Linked DNA regions of Mus musculus: region 1 is linked to region 2. Evidence: chromatin contacts called from public Hi-C data. All regions are on one chromosome and are shown on one strand. The core of a region is the stretch at or near the end of the contact, and the rest is flanking DNA. Distances in the headings are between cores, read along the strand shown. Region 1 holds the start of Erc1 (ELKS/RAB6-interacting/CAST family member 1). Region 2 overlaps Erc1 (ELKS/RAB6-interacting/CAST family member 1).

Region 1 (3,542 bases), core at 521-3,020, 110 kb before region 2:
AAGCGCCTCTTTACTTATTATACAGAGAAGTATCTGGAAAAACAGCCCATAAAGAATGGCTTGAATGGGTGAGTACCTAGATATCTAAGAAATGAAATCTCAATTTCTCAATTTCTCTCTCTCTCTCTCTCTCTCTCTCTCTCTCTCTCTCTCTCTCTCTCTCTCTCTGTGTGTGTGTGTAAGGAACCAGAGTATGACATCAGGTGTCTTCCTCTATTGCCCTCTGCCTTGTTGCCTTGAGACAGGGTCTTTCACTGCATCAGAAGCTCATCTTTTGGGATCAATCTGTCCTCCTTCTGCAGTGCTGGTGTTACAGATACTTGAAGCCATGCCTGGGTTTTATGTGGGTGCTGGGGATTCAAACTTAGGTTCTCCTGCTTGTAGAGCAAATGCTCGTATCCACTAAGTCATCTTCCCAGCCCCAGAAACGAAATCTTTGAAGATTCTTTTCTGGCTGCTGAATAGTCCCGTTTAGCTGCACACTCTCTAACAATTGGCTGTCATATGTTAGATGTACTGAAGGGGAATCAGTTTAGTGTGCCCAAGGAGCTGTAATGACCCAAGTGCATTTTGGAAGGGAACAATTAGAGAATCTGGAAAGGACAAAATATAGTTTGGTGGATGAACGTGAATACTACAGGATGGGGGAAGATGTTAATGGGATTAGGAAGAGTGTAAGCCGGTTAATTATGATGGTGGGAGGTTAGGGATGAGTAAACCGGTGAGTCTTAGCTCCTCTCATCTCAAAGGCATTTCAAATTAGCTTAATAAGCGCTGTGAGTATGGGGATGAGTGTAATTCACACCACCCTTGGATTTTCGGCTTAGAGATAGCTTATCTACATTTTTAAGATTAGTAACTATGTGTTGCCCCCACCTCCGTATTTTTTTTTTTTTTTTTTTTTTGGCTTGCTCTTGACAAAAGGCAAAGGTTGAAATTCAGCAGCAGAAAACTGGGCTGTCTAAAATAAGGTAGCAGCTGCTTTGTAGTTCGCCTTGCTTGGTGTGAGGGCTAAATAAAAAAGGTAACGCGGTGAAGCATTTGGCACAGTACACTGCATGTGGACATCAGGTTCCGCCCACACTCTTCCTCCCTGGAATGATCCTTGCAAAAAAAGCCACCTACTGAGGCGAGGGTCTTTTGCCATGACCGCTTGGACAGCCCAGATGACTCAAGAGTATTATTGCCTTCCACAGCCTCACAGCGCAAAAGCCAAGGGTGAGAGAAGCTAACTTCTCTTGGACAAAGGGTGTCCAGGCAGCCGTGGCTCTAATGACAAGCCCTGAGCTATTTATTTCCTAAGGTGGCGGCCGTCCCAGGGTTCGGGTAACGGGCTTGCCAAGGAAGGGGCGGGGCGACTCCAGGTTTGGGAAAGGCCACTCCACTCCTGGGGCTTCCAGCAGTCCACGTCCTACGGCAAGCAGGAGGAGACAAACGCCGCCCCTCCTCGTCCGCACCTTCCTCGCTCAATATCGCGGCCCGGGCTCCCGGTGGACGCTCGGCCGTGGGTGTGGGTGTGGGTGTGTGTGTGAGGGGCGGCGCTACGTGTGGCGCAACCCTGCCTCGGCACCCAGTTACCTTCGCGGCCTCGGAGCGCCGCACTTGTCGATCCTGGCGCGCGGTCCCGTGGAGCGGCGTAGCGGGGCGCTTCCCAGTGGGACGAGGGAAAGCCCAGCGGCCCGGGAGAGCGGGAGGCGGGGCGAGGGCGCCGCGCGGGCGACAGGGGGTGGGGCTAGGTGTGCGCGGGGGGCGGGGCGTGGTGACGTCGCGGGCGCCGGTCGTGCTGTGGCGGTGGCGGCGGCGGCGGCGGCTGTGGTAGTGTCGGCGGCAGGCTGTCCGGGAAGCAGTAGCAGCAACCGCAGCAGCAGCGGCGGCCCTGAGGAGAGTAAGGCGGCCGCGTCGGCAGCGGCTCGCTCGTCAGGCGGAACCTCGATCTGCCCAGAGGTCGCAGGCGCCGAGGCATTTGTCGTTTCCTACCCGGCTCGGCGCTCCCGGCCCTGGCTGGGCAGGGCAGAGCGCCCCTGGGGAGGGGCGGAGCTGTAGGTGAGGCTTGGGGACCCCTCCCCCTCCTTTTTGGGCCGGGGGTGGGGAGGAGGATGGGGAGGTCGGGAGGGCGGACCCCGCCCCAGCGCACCCGAGCCCACCGGCGGCCGCGCCCTGCGGAGCTCCCGGATTGGGCGGGAGCGAAGGCGCTGGCGGTAAGGATCGCTGCTGGAGGTGGGAGGTGGGGGGCTTCTGGCCCACCGAGAGCCGAGGGTGGGAGGCATGATGTGGGGCTATTGGGGAGCCCTGGAGTTGGGGTGCGGCCAAGGTGGATCGGATGTAAAATGTTTAAGATGATCTTATTATTTTGAACCTGGTTAGATAGAAGAGGAAAGGTTGTATTTCAGATGGAAAATGAGGCATGGATGTCGCCTTGGAGGTAGCTGGAGGGGCTACTGCAGCAGATCTCACATTGCCACTCTAGGGTTTTGGTTCTTTTCTTGGTCAGATGAGTAGAATTCGCTGAGGGAAGAGAATCCCTTTGCGTTGACTTGGGGTTGGTAAATTGGGAGCGCGAGTGAGTGAGGTTTTTACACACAAGAAGGAAGATGTTGGTGTTTAGACAACTTCATTCTATAGCAACCAACCATGAAGGAGTGAGTCTCATTACTCTTAGCCCCTCAAAAGTGCTATCAGCCTTTTCTTTTCCTTGCCCCCCTCAACCCCCTCTCCTGTGCTTGATCTCTTTGTACCATTTTTCATTTTTGAGTTGACCCGTTAAGAAAAGGCCCTGGACTCAGAGTAATAGTTGCAGGTGGTTGTGGCTGATTGCTTTGAGCGAACTGTGAACAGTTCTGTTGGAGATGACTGTATGAAATTGCTTAAGCGTTTAAAGTGCAACTGTCTCTTACATCTTGTTTTTCAATAGACCTTGATACATTTTGCGTTTATTTAATCATTATGTGTGTGTGCCTGGCATACACACGATAGATTACTCCCTCCCTCTTTGAGGTCAAAGGTCAAAGCTTTTGGGACTTGGTTCTCCCACTGTGGATGGCTGGGATCAAACTTTGGTTATTAGACTTGTGACATAAGCACTTTTTTCTGTTGAGTTATCTGGATGTCCCTATTTTTCCGATTCTTCTTCTGTCTCAGCCTTCCAAGTGTGAGATTAGACATGATCTGGCTTTCTTGAAGATCGATTTTATTTTTTTATTTTCAGGTGTACTTACTGTTGTCTCCCCCCCCCCCCCTTTTTCTTTGGTTTTGTTGTTTTCCGAGACCTGATTTCTCAGTGTAGCCCTGGCTATCTTAGAACTCGCTCTGCCCACCAGGCTGGCCTGCTTCTGTCTCCCAAGTGCTAGAGTTAATGGCATGTGCCACCACACCTGGCTTTATTTCAGTCTTTACTAAATATTAAAAAATGAAATAGAAATTGTTCTTTACGTAAGTACCTCCATTTCTAAGGAATATTGTCAGAGTCAAGGGATTTTACAATGTTCTGGTACCCTGTGGGAACATGTATCGTACGTTGTTGGGAGACATTACTAAGGCGAACA
Region 2 (3,979 bases), core at 215-2,714:
TTCCTTTGTTTCCTATATGTTTTTCTTTTGTTTGTTTTATCCTGTTCCTGTTCCGCTGGGGTTTATGTATCTTAATGTTGCAATGTGCATGTTCTCTCTGTATCACTGCCATTCTCAGATAGCCAGTCTTTCATAAATAATGCTGCCATCACCAGGTTTCTGTGTCTGCATCGTTCTGGGTTAAGTGTGTGTATGTAAGGCTCAGTCTTCTGAGCAATTGTTGCTCCTGTTGCTGGATTTTACTTGATCACAATTACAGCCATCAATTTGAGCTATACCTCTTATATGCTCTCTGCTTTAAATACAACCAGCCTGCGCTCTCTCTTGCTAGGTTCTATGTGCTAGTATATTGCACATAGTTAGTTTTTTTTCTCTCTCTTGCACAAGAATCTTTGAGGTTGATGTTTCTATGTTGGGACACTTGTATTTGGAGACACGATCTCATGTAGTCCAAATTGGTCATAAACTTGCTGTGTAGCTATGACTTTCTGATTCTTCTGCCTCTATTTCTTGTGTGTTGGGAGTATAGTTGTATGCCATTCCTGGTTTATGTAGTGTTAGAAACTGATCCTGGGGCTTTGTGCATATTAAAAAAAAATCAGTCTGCCATTTGAGTTGCATATCCATTGTGGGATACTCTTTTAAGTAGCCCCTGATAGATCTGCAATTCCATCTTGTACTTTAGCATGTACAATTTACTTCTAGAAGGTATTCAACACTGTTTAAACTGATGAAATTTAAACAAAAGAAAATTCTTTGATTTTCGTATTACTTCTTTAACTTTAAAAAGTTATCAGAATTATTCTTTGTGGATGAAGGTAATAAATGAACAGTTCCTTTCCCATGTTGGTTCTTAAGAAAATTGTTGTGTTTCTTAGAAGATGTATTAATGGGATTCTTTCGATTTAGTGTAGTAACACTCTTTGACCAACTACAGTTTTTCCAGTTGAAACTAATCACTTACCAGTTCACTTTCAATAAGAGAAATGAAGGTGTCATAGGAACAAGAGGGGTAGATATTAAAAAAAGAGATTGTCTTACATGTTTGTGATGATTTTAGAGGCTGGTTAAGCAAGTCTGAAATCTAGTTCCAGGAATGGAGGTTTATAATCTGGATGGCATTTGTAGAGGCACAAGCCAAAGCAGGGCTCCTTTGTCTCTCATGTAACCTCAGCCCTGTTTCCAACACCTAAATAATTCATCGTGTTCACTCAGGTAATATCCCCTAGTATAGTGACTAGTGTGTGTGTATGTGTGTGTCTGTGTGTGTGCACATGTCATACATGGTTACACCCATGTGTGCCAGAGTTCAATGTCAGGTGCTTTCCTCAATCACTCTTCACCTTATTTTATGTGACTTTTTATTTTATCTCATCGAACCTGAAGCTCTCTGGTCAGCTGGCCTCACTGGCCAGAAAGCCCCAGGATCTGTGCTCTGGCCCTCATGTTTGCATAGCAAGCACTTTGCTGGCTCGCTGTGGCCTTGGCGAGTTAATGTTCATGGAAACCACCATTCAGTGGCTATGGATAGTCTCCATAGAGAAAACAAAGTGAAGAATAAGATGTCCTAGTCTGAATAAATAGATTTAGATTACCTCATGCTTTTCCTCTCCATTGCTGTGATAAAGCACCCATCCAAACCAGCTTGGTGCGGAAAGTGTTTATTTGGCTCCCTCTTCCACCCCATAGTTCATCATTGAGGGAAGCCAGGGCAGGAAGTCAAGCAGGAACCTGGAGGCAGAAACTGAAGTAGAGATATATCAAAGAGGAACACTGCTTTCTGGCTTGCTCTCAGGTGGCTCAGTTTCCATTCTTATACAGTCTAGGGCCACCTGCTTGGGGGTGCTACTGGCCACAGTTGGCTGAGTTTTCTCATGTCAATCATTAATCAAGAAAATGCCTTACAAACATGTCTATAGGCTAATCTGGTAGAGGTAATTCTTCAGTGAAGATTCCCTCTTCCCAGGTAATTCTAGTCTGTGTCACATTTGGAAAAAACCACCCAGCATACCTCTGGAAACTGAATACTGCTACTAAAAATGTGTCTTCTATACTTAGCATATTAGTTTCCATATAGATCTATAAATAATAGGCTTGTCTATGGCATTTCATGCCAGCTCACATCTAGTGTCTCTTGGTCAATCTCTTGGTCCTACTCTTTCCCTACTCCTTCCACTCTGTGGTCTCTCCAAGTCCTAGCACTGGGTCTGCTCTCCAGCTCTGCCCACTTAAGGGATGTGAAAGCTGATCCAGCCATGTTTGTTGTGGAATATGACTTGAAATTTGCCAAGATGTCCTGTCCACCCTATACCTGGGTTTGCCCAGAATATCATTTTTAGGTTATAGACAACTTATTAGGATTTAGCTTCCTGGATATTTTTGTCTCTGACTAGAGAGGAAGAATATATATCTGTGACCTCAGAGGCGTGTTCCCACATCCTAGCACAGTGTCCCCACTCACTTACCCTGCTACCTCTTTAATAGAATTGACAGTAAAAACAATCTCTAGTTTTCAGCCACACAGAGCTGGCTTTCAGTTGACCCCAGCACATGTGGAAGTCATAGGTCATCTTCCCTTTTGCTCTCTAATAATTTTAGTTTTTTGAGACCAGGAAAGTCTTCCATCAAACCTGAGGCTCCAAATTTGGGCCAGGGTGGTTAGCTGATGACATGCCTGTTTCTGTTCACAAACAATGCGGTTACAGATGTGTGTCAGTATTCTTAGCTCTTACAAGGGCGCTAGTGATATGAACTCAGACCCTCTTGCTTGTGCAGCAAGCTTCTTACCCACCGAGTCATTTCCCAAGTACCCACCTTCTTTATTTGAGTCTGAGTCTCTTTGAAGCCCTCCGCAGGCTTTGAACTCTTGATCTTCCTGCCTCAAAACTACAGGTGTGAACCACTGGCTTCTTTTTCTCCCCTCCCCTCCCCCTCCCCTCCCCCTCCTCTCCCCCTCCCCTCCCCCCTCCCCTCCCCTTCCCACCTCCCCTCCCCCTCCCCTCTCCCCTCCCCTCCCCTCCTAAATTGTTGATCACACATGAAATTTTATTCATTTACTTATTTACTTTTTGGTCAGATGTGAAGATAAAGATTCAGTCCACCATGGCAGGGAGCCAGGGTAGTATGAGAGGTTGTTCACGTTGCATTGGCATTTATAGAGCTGATAGAAAGAAATATTGATTCTTTGCTTTCTTTTCCATTTTAAAAAAACATCCTTCTGCTGAAGGGGTTTGCAGCCCCATAGGAGGAACAACAATATGAACCAACCAGTACCCCCAGAGCTCCCAGGGACTAAACCACCAACCAAAGAGCACACATGGTTGGGACTCATGGCTCTAGCTTCATGTGTAGCAGAGGATGGCCTAGTAGGACATCAATGGGAGGAGAGGCCCTTTGTCCTATGAAGGATCTATGCCCCAGTGTGGGGGAATGCCAGGGCCAGGAAGCAGGAGTGGGTGGGTTGGTGAGCAAGGGAAGAGGGGTTTACATAGGGGGAAGGGTGTTTTTCAGAGGGGAAACCAGGAAAGGGTATAACATGTGAAATGTAAATAAAGAAAATATCAAAAAAAAAAGCATCCTTCCTTCCTTCTTTCCTTCTTTTCATCTTTTCTTTTTTTTCAGTCTGTAACTCTAACCTATGGATAGATCTTTCCTTTTCAGCTAAACCTTTCCTCACAAACATGACTGTAAATCTAATCACATTGACAATAAAGATTAACTACTATCATATGTCTACTCCCTTGTCAGTTTAAGTATATATTTAAAATCAGAATGTTCCATCCCTGTTCTTCAAAGGCTCATGAATATCTCACAATGCAGGATACTTTTATTTTACCTATACTAATGACCAAAATCTCAATAGTTCTAATATTGCTCAAAAGTCCTATGTCCAAAGGGCAAGGTAGCTCAGTGGACAAAGGCTGCCAAGCCTGGCAACCCGAGTGAGACCCCAGGATCCAATGGTAGAGGGAGAGACTTC

The links. A called contact is a pair of places that touch in the nucleus more often than the background predicts.
Region 1: a contact with region 2 is called in a Hi-C map of liver, with 1.8 times the contacts expected there. The contact joins the promoter of Erc1 here to the enhancer-like site in region 2. A contact is called at or near these places in 1 of 39 promoter capture datasets (liver), 1 of 15 datasets of contacts at CTCF or cohesin (the NIH/3T3 cell line), 1 of 484 Hi-C or Micro-C datasets (liver), 3 of 115 datasets of contacts at active chromatin or transcription factors (the SCID.adh cell line, bone marrow-derived macrophages and embryonic stem cells) and 2 of 9 other capture datasets (adipose tissue and pancreatic islet).

What each region holds. Positions count from the first base shown.
Region 1 is chr6:119,846,378-119,849,919 of GRCm38.p6, reverse strand. It overlaps Erc1 (ELKS/RAB6-interacting/CAST family member 1), which reads left to right and starts at 1,770. Exons shown (of 21, transcript NM_053204.2): 1 at 1,770-2,043. It overlaps 3110021A11Rik (RIKEN cDNA 3110021A11 gene), which reads right to left and starts at 1,727. Exons shown (of 1, transcript NR_030776.1): 1 at 891-1,727.
Region 2 is chr6:119,736,681-119,740,659 of GRCm38.p6, reverse strand. All of the region lies in intron 13 of Erc1 (ELKS/RAB6-interacting/CAST family member 1), which reads left to right. Among named protein-coding and RNA genes, the nearest start is that of Erc1, 110 kb to the left of the region's middle. Within about 2 kb of position 1,464, at least 16 of the 459 cell types and tissues checked have an H3K27ac peak or open chromatin away from gene starts, as enhancers often do. A contact at or near this core is called in liver and pancreatic islet, where this site is marked.